2 separate regions of the Cyprinus carpio genome follow, and region 1 is linked to region 2. Evidence: chromatin contacts called from public Hi-C data. All regions are on one chromosome and are shown on one strand. The core of a region is the stretch at or near the end of the contact, and the rest is flanking DNA. Distances in the headings are between cores, read along the strand shown. Region 1 overlaps LOC109112066 (ankyrin repeat domain-containing protein 12-like). Region 2 holds the start of LOC109109082 (NADH dehydrogenase [ubiquinone] flavoprotein 2, mitochondrial-like).

What was found. A called contact is a pair of places that touch in the nucleus more often than the background predicts.
Region 1: a Hi-C map of skeletal muscle shows a contact between it and region 2, with 6 times the contacts expected there. The contact joins the enhancer-like site here to the promoter of LOC109109082 in region 2. A contact is called at or near these places in 8 of 8 Hi-C or Micro-C datasets (liver, red blood cells and skeletal muscle).

Annotation. Positions count from the first base shown.
Region 1 is chrA2:26,241,239-26,245,268 of ASM1834038v1, forward strand. The region is part of intron 1 of LOC109112066 (ankyrin repeat domain-containing protein 12-like); the gene reads left to right. Among protein-coding and RNA genes, the nearest start is that of LOC109113101, 19 kb to the right of the region's middle. Within about 2 kb of position 2,778, at least 1 of the 8 cell types and tissues checked has an H3K27ac peak or open chromatin away from gene starts, as enhancers often do.
Region 2 is chrA2:26,195,272-26,199,369 of ASM1834038v1, forward strand. LOC109109082 (NADH dehydrogenase [ubiquinone] flavoprotein 2, mitochondrial-like) reads left to right here and starts at 2,346. Exons shown (of 8, transcript XM_042712860.1): 1 at 2,346-2,502; 2 at 3,441-3,503; 3 at 3,955-4,017. The coding sequence starts at 2,461. LOC109057466 (acetyl-coenzyme A synthetase, cytoplasmic-like) reads right to left here and starts at 1,684. Exons shown (of 18, transcript XM_042712847.1): 1 at 1,287-1,684; 2 at 1,005-1,200. The coding sequence starts at 1,446.

The DNA of each region.
Region 1 (4,030 bases), core at 1,528-4,027, 46 kb after region 2:
CAAATGATGGTTAGTGAAGTTCTGTTCAAGCATCAGCTGAAAACAGACTAAAACATCAATTCTTGGAATCTAAAAATTGGTTACGGTTCTTCAAAATGAGAATCGATTCAAATTTGAGAATTTGATATTTCCAATCCTGCTACAGTATTTACACGTAAATGTGAAGTGATGCAAAAATACCGAGCAGGACGTGTCAAAAACCAGACGAAGTACAACTTACCACATGAAAACAGAATCAAACAGATGTCCAATCTGTTCTTTTCTACTTCCTTTTTCCCCTTTTCCAAAGCTATTCCTGTAGTTTATTTGTCCGGGTCAAGAGGACACACAGAGCCATAATGCTGCCCTGTGCGGTTGTAAACATGGTGATGCCACACAGGGTGGTTTGTTGGTCGGGCTGCTGAGAATAAAACAGGCCCGTCAGTCGTTCCACTGCCGCTGTCCCAGTAGAGCCGGCAGTCCGAGGTCACGTGCTGGAGGGTTTGGAGCACTCTGTTTGTGTTTCCATTCCCTGGCTCTGGCCCCTGTCTTTCACTGTGTGCCAGCTTTTGCCTTCGTCTCACATCTCGGAGGCAGGAATTTGCTTCCCAAAAGTTCACTTAAATTTCGTTGGCAGTTTGCATGCACTGGTAAAGTCCTCCATTCGTGTGCTTCCAGAATAACCTTGAATGTTATTTTGTGATGTAAACAGCGTATTGTAATCATGACTGCGGGGTTTGTTTCTGGGGCAGAAAGCCGTCTTTGCCTCATCAGAGTGTTTGACGTCTTTCTGTGATGCCAGGCCTGTGGATGTGAGGGTTTTCAGGATAACAAAGAAGTTCAGAGGGAATAAACCCGTAAAATATTTATGTTGACGACTACCTAGAGTACACACTAAACAATGAACGCTGTTTCCTGGTGTTGAATTTTTCATTTTTGGGTTCCGGTGAAGAGTTGGGTGAAATCCCAAACAGATGATGTTAGACATGAAAGGGGCAGACGAGACCATACTTTAGTTAGTTTTGCTTTGGGAAAATATAGCTTACAAGAAGTAAAATAAACTGACTAAAGCAATCTGTTAAGTGCACATTATTTCAAATGCTAACTATAAAAAAAAAATTTCGACGCATTAAAACAAAGAAAATACAGTTTCAGTTTTTCTACTTAAATTCAGTGTTACTTGAAATTTCTTTGTAATTATTATAATTATAATACAACTAGTCTTTTTCGGTACAGGTTAATAACTTGCTTTGCTTTTCAAACATGCTGATATCACCAGCCATTAATATGGTATATTATGTTTATTGTTTAATATCTATTTGTTTTAAAAATTGGAAAAAGTGTCGTGTTCATCTTGAAAGCATGACACCAATTTTATGCCATTTATCAACAAAGTAATCGATAATAAGAAGAAACATTTTGAATGATGAAACGTGAAGACAATATATAGTTTATGGGTGTTGTTCAAGCCATCTATTTTCATAATAAAGTATATTTATGATCCATTGCTAATCGACATTTATTACAGTGTAGAATATATTTTCTGCCCGATTCTGTGAAAAAAATCAGATCACAAAAGTTAGATATTTCAAACACTTGACTGAAGTTGTGAAGTAAAAACATTGATTTGTTGGTTTACGTGTGATGTCTGACGTGAGTTGTTTTTTTCAAATGCACATTATAAGAGGGGAGGTTTTTCCTCATCATTTTAGCAGGGCTGGGTCTCAATTCAGATGTCCTGATTCCATTAGATTTCGATTCACAAGCTTTCGATTCGATTATTGGATCGATTTTCGATATATATAATGTGTGTATTTTTATTACGTTCAGTGAATCTAGTTTTAATATAAATGCTATTGATATTTCTAAAAAATTAACCGTAAACATCAGTTTACAAATGGTGAATTTATAAAAAGAAATTAAGAGCCACAGGCCTTTTTTCATTTTATTTATATTTATTTTTTTGTATAGGGTCCTTTTTAAAACAATAATAGGGCCATATAAAATGTTCTTCTTAATTTTTCTGGTAATCAGATAAAGGCATAAAACAATTTATTTTATCCTAATCGAATGAAAAACCCTTTTATTTTTGGTAAACAAAGTGCTGCACAACAGCGGTTTACTGTTAAAATTAAAAAGAAAACAAATGATTATTCCTTTAAAAATAAAGATTTATTAATATTTATTAGTAGAAGTAGTAGCATTGTTGTTACATTGAGTCTTAAGACTGCTAAATAGTAATATATTTTAAGTAAGTGGTCATCATTTGGTCATTGAGGGTGCACTGTTAGACCTTTATATTTATAATATAATGTGAAAAATGATACTATAAAAGTTGCTATAGAATGCAACTCAAATGATAAAATGGTCTAAAAAGGTCTTAATATCAGCACTAATGCATCAATAACATGCCATTTGTGATGTGTGCATGTAGGGTATGAAACACCATTTTTAATTATTAATATGTTAATATTGGCTAAATCAAAAATGCATGAACTTCTGAGAAAATGTGTCAGTCCAGGTTTGAATGGGTTGGTTTAAGCGTGATTTAATTTTTTTTTTTTTAAAGCTTTCTAGTCCTGTTGTAACTTGTTCACGAGAGTGAAACTTCAGAGACTTGAGAGAGGATGGATTATTGGGTTTAAGAGGCTGTGTGGCATAGTACGCTGGCACAGCGAGCACAGGAAATCTTGTGGTGTAGTTGTAACTTGTAACACATTTTTGTCCCACACTGATGATGCACACGGGCAGCGCAGCAGCTCTTTTCTCCTCACCGCCTCCTGTTTCTCAGAGGGAGTGACTCAGCTGGTTTTTACTCCGTTCCGCTGGGTGTCAGGTGTCGTGGAAATGTTCTTTCCCATGAGCCTCTGCTCCGTGTCATCTGCTCGAGTCTGTCGGGGAAGGTATTGTTGAGCTCTGTGGGTCTCTGCTGATTTGCTTTTCATCCAGAAGAGACCCGGCCGCCAGCGTCAGACGCTCTCTAATGGCTGACTTTCTTGTTTGTTGCTTTGAGAAACTCAAAGAAAGATGAAACTCAAGGCCTTGTGTTCGGCTGCTGGTTTGTGTGAAGCTTGATTTGATGTGTAAACAACTCTTTATTGTTAAGGCTCTTTATTGTGTTGATGCAAAACGTATGCAGATACATGCTTTACTGTAGCCTTAAAGCACGAAAGCATTTGATCAATCAAATATGACTTCAACACACTTATGACATGCAAAACAGATATTTTACATTTAAAATATTTCTAAGAAATATTTGCAATACTATCTACAGTACATATCACTATTATTATTATTTTTATTAAAAATATTATTATTGTTATAAATATTTATTCTTAATAATCAATCAAATTCTTCTACAGTAACTTTTTTGAGCAACACTTTTATAACATTTTAATTCATTTGAACAAGATGCTTTGGTAATACCATGTACTCTGAAATATCATGTAGTGCTGGGTAATACAATAAATATTCATGATATGTTGCTGGTGATTTCTAATTTATAATTTCAATAATAATGATGAATCAAATTAAAACCCTGATTCAATTATCTGTTATATTAAGTCAAGTAATGTTATAAATCATTTATTATTTGAAACATTTTTGTAAAAATATGTCTAGGAAAATATTGCTGTTCATTTCTATGTATTGGTCAATTAGTGCATATCAATAAATTATTAAATAGCATTATTTATTTTCTTCATTTAGTGAAAAGGAATCTATGGATAACTTCTAGATTATATATAAAAAAGTCAATATTTTAAGCTTTATTGAACTTCTCTAATGCCATGGTAAATGAAAATGTTAATTATACAGTTACAGTACCATGATATATTTCAGAGTGCTGTGGTATCACCATCAGTACTGGTTGTAAGTTGTCAGACGTCATTGTGCAGCATGTTTGTGGTGTTTTGTATGAAGCAGCTGCAGTTATTTTGTTACACTGGTTTGAAACACATGGAGGTCTAATCAGTCGACACGAACATCAATCCTGTTCCCACTGAAACTGAAAAACAATGTTTCTGGAAGCATTCTTCTGTGCGTCCAGTGC
Region 2 (4,098 bases), core at 1,096-3,595:
CGCTCCTAAAAATGTGTAATATTGAAAAATGCACAATATGTATACTAATATGCAAATATGCTAATAATAAAATAGGCACAATAAACTCTCTTATTTCTTCACAAATTTGGGGTGAAATGTGACCCACTGTTAGAATCTGGTTAAATGGCAATGTCATGCAGATGATTGATTTGACCTGAGTGCTTCTGTATATAACAGCAGTTACATGACACCCCTTGTTCCACAAGACTATTAATACTTCAGAGCATAGCTGACATGACAACAGGGATTATTCTGAGTGTTGCTGAAGCATGTCACCTGCATACAGTATGACATCAAGCCAATATGATATCACAGTTTACAGTATGTAATCATCAAGTGTTATGTGATAGCTGATGTCAAATGAGCTTCAACAAGTAAATTCTTATAAAATCATATTTTCAACATTAAAAGTACTGACTGAACCTTACACAAATGCATTAACCCAAAGCAATTTAGACTTTAGAGCATTTAGAATTAGTATTTAATTATATATAATTATAACCAATTATTATATTTGTAATGAAAAATTAATTTTAGATATTTATGACTGTGTTGCAACATACTTACTTTTTTTTTAACTAAAACTGACATAAAAATACATAGACACACACACACACTGGTATATTATTAGCAATTTATATATAATATACCTAATAATGTTAGTATAACATTAATATTACCATATATAATAATATTAAACAAATAGACATAAAAACAGAACTCATACAAATGATAGTGCATAACAAAAGTACTAAAACTTATGATTTAATGCTGGGAATGTGTCAGCATTTGTCACTTCTTTTTTTTTTTTTTTTTTTTTTTGGCAAATTTTTTATATTTGCTACTTAGACTTTTCTTTTGCTTTGACTTTGACACAAGCAGCAGGCCTCAGATGCATCAACTATTAAATGAGATCAAGCATGCATTAAATGCAGTTGTAGTTGTGTGCATCATTTCAACACAGTGAAAACATGTTAGATTACCAGTAGTAAGCCACTTTCTCTCCCAGGTTCCTCACGTGCACATTTCGGTCAAGGACGTTGTAGCAGATGTTGGTTTTTGCCCCCTCCATGAACTTGATGTAAATGTTCCCCTTGTTGACGTCAAAGTTAAACTGCAGCATCTGGCCTGACGGAGGCTTCTTCCAGTAAAACTCTTGAGCAACATCAGCCCAGAACTCTACAATGCATGTTAAATGAACATGTTTACTGCATCTTACATTGGAGTGTCCCTCTCATTTATATGCATGCACCGTTTTATGATACCTTCAGGCTCCTCTGTAGACTTTTTGTATAAGGCAAGATATGCATCAAAGTCTGGCACATGTGCATTGGTGAACAGGCCATCGGACGGATGGTAGGTCTTCTCCTCCGGCTCCTGAGGTCCTGGAATGACCCTGTTGCTGGAGTCTGAAACAGGAGACATCTGCCAATCTGTATGATCTGTCAGTCAGTAGATGAAGCGGTTTATTGTGGCTGTGCATGTGGTGTCCACCCTTTAACATGCCCAGTCTGCTCAGCACCGCCTCCACCAATCAGAGCGCTCCATTCAGCACTCCTACGTGTCCATTGGCTGAGCAGCTGCTCGGCTGCGGATCCCACTGCAGAGGGAGGCTCAGACGGATGATCTGCATGTCTCTCTCTCTCTCTCTCTCTCTCTCTCTCTCTCTCTCTCTCTCTCTCTCTCTCTCTCTCTCTCTCACACACACACACACACACACACACACACAAGGTTTACTTGATGGTCATAATGAGGACAAATCATTGATTTCATATAAGGCTAGTTGTAATAACACACACAAACCCTACATAATTTTTTTTTTTTTTTACTCATGAATAATTTTAACAATTTTAATTGAAGAAATGACAATAAGTATGTAAATAAATAATAATAAAAACACATAAACACACCCATACACTAAACCTAAATGAAGACTTGTTGCAGACTTATTTCTGACTAAAATAAGTTTTTACTTGTGAATAATTTTTACAATTATACTTGAAAAAATGAAAGAAAATACTAGACCAAAAACACATGCAGAAATATTTAATTAAAATTACAAATATAGTACCTGAATAAGTATTATATTACATTAATTATCTCCTATTGTATGTGGAAAGCACTAAAAATTAATTTATTTTCATTTGAAATAAAAACCCAATTGTTAAACAGAACAACATTTAGTTACAGTGTTGCATGACCAACCGTTTTAGCATTTAATCTGAAGTTCTACAAGTGTGCATGCTGATAGTCTGTGTTATTTTTATCATGGCATGTCAAGAACACAATGTGCATCTGTAGTTTCATCTGCCGCTCGGTGATCCATTATACAGACTCAGCTCTAGAGCGTCCCTTGCGTAACTAGACCCGCTCAATCGAGCTCGCGTTACTTGATCTCCGCCATCGCTTGTGTTTAGTCTGATCGAGCGCACTGAGAAGATGTTTTTCTCTTCAACTCTGCGCTCTGCCGTGTCTAATGCGGTAGGTTTATTTTATATATGCTGTAAGCGGAATATTCAGGAGGTAGCTGAAGGAACTGCAAATTTATTATCATGTAAAGCGGCGTTGACATCTGTGCAAGGACATGAAGCTAATGCGCTAACAGCTAATAATGAGGCCTGACTGTGTTTATATAGACACTTACAGACACTGTGATGTTTTTGAATAACATCATACAAAAATTATATTTTTTAGAAGTTGTTTCTATTCACCCAGACAGGTTGAGTAATCAGTAAATGATCCTGATTCAGTGAATAAGTTAATTATATATATAGAGAGAGAGAGATTTCTATTTTGAATATTATTTTATTTATTTATTTTATTTTTTTACTTTTTATTCATCAAAGAATCCTGAAAAAAATATCACAGCCCCCCCCCCTTCAAAATTTTTTAAAATAAAATAAAAATAAATATTAAGCATTAAAACGGTTTCCAATGTTGATATTAAATCAGCATTTTATAATCTATAATAAGGATCATGTGACACTAAATACTGTAGTAATCAGCATTTCATCATAGGAATAAATTATATTTTAAAGTCTATTAAAATAGAAAACGATTATTTTAAATTGTAATAATATTTCACAGTATTACTGTTTTTTTTTCAGTATTTCTGATCAAATAAATGCAGCCTTGATGAGCAGAAGAGACTATTTTAAAAACAATACAAATCTTACTGATCCCAAACTTTTCAACAGCAGTGTATATATTGCAGTGACTAATGCAGCATACACTATATACACTAAAAAGAAAGCATTATAGAGCATAAGCACTGCATACTTAGTGCACAAGATATTATTGCAGATTTGCTCAGTACATACAATATACAAAAAGGATGTGTTGGTTTTGCAGTTTGCAAAAAAAAACCATAAAAACAAAAGTCTATTCGACTCTTTTCTACACTTGTATTTCTTCCGCAGGCGAGGCACGTCCGCAGTTTGCACCAGACTTCAGCTCGAGCTGGAGCAGGAGGACTCTTTGTGGTGAGACTTGACTTTTCATGTTCACTGCAGCATTTTCACTGATGTGCATGAGACACTTCATATTCAGTAATGTGAACTCGAGCTAAATAATCACACTATTGTTTACTGTAGAGCTGAGTTTGTTTCATAATTGGCAAACTCTGCAGCGTTGACTTTTTATAATTGAATTAAGCTTGTTTCATAATTTGATGACCTTTACTCAGTTATTGAACTAACATGAATCAACACTGAACTGATTTGAGCTGATAATGACACTATTGTCTTTTCAGAGCTGCTTTATTTTATAGCTGAAGAACTTTTATTCTCTTTTATTTGCTTGTTTAACACTGCCATGCTGCTGTAAACGTCTGTGTTGTATAAAGAGCACATACGCACCCTAAACCAGAAGGACACACTATTATAAAGCTCATATTTTTGTTGCATTCGTTTTGATCTGTTTTCATTATTCCAGCACAGAGACACACCGGCTAACAACCCAGAGACTCCATTTGAATTCACTCCAGAGAACATGAAGGTGAGGGATATCATAATAAGACATCATATTTAAGGATTTTTTGCTGTAATTGTATTATTATATGTCTGTGTTGCGCAGGTA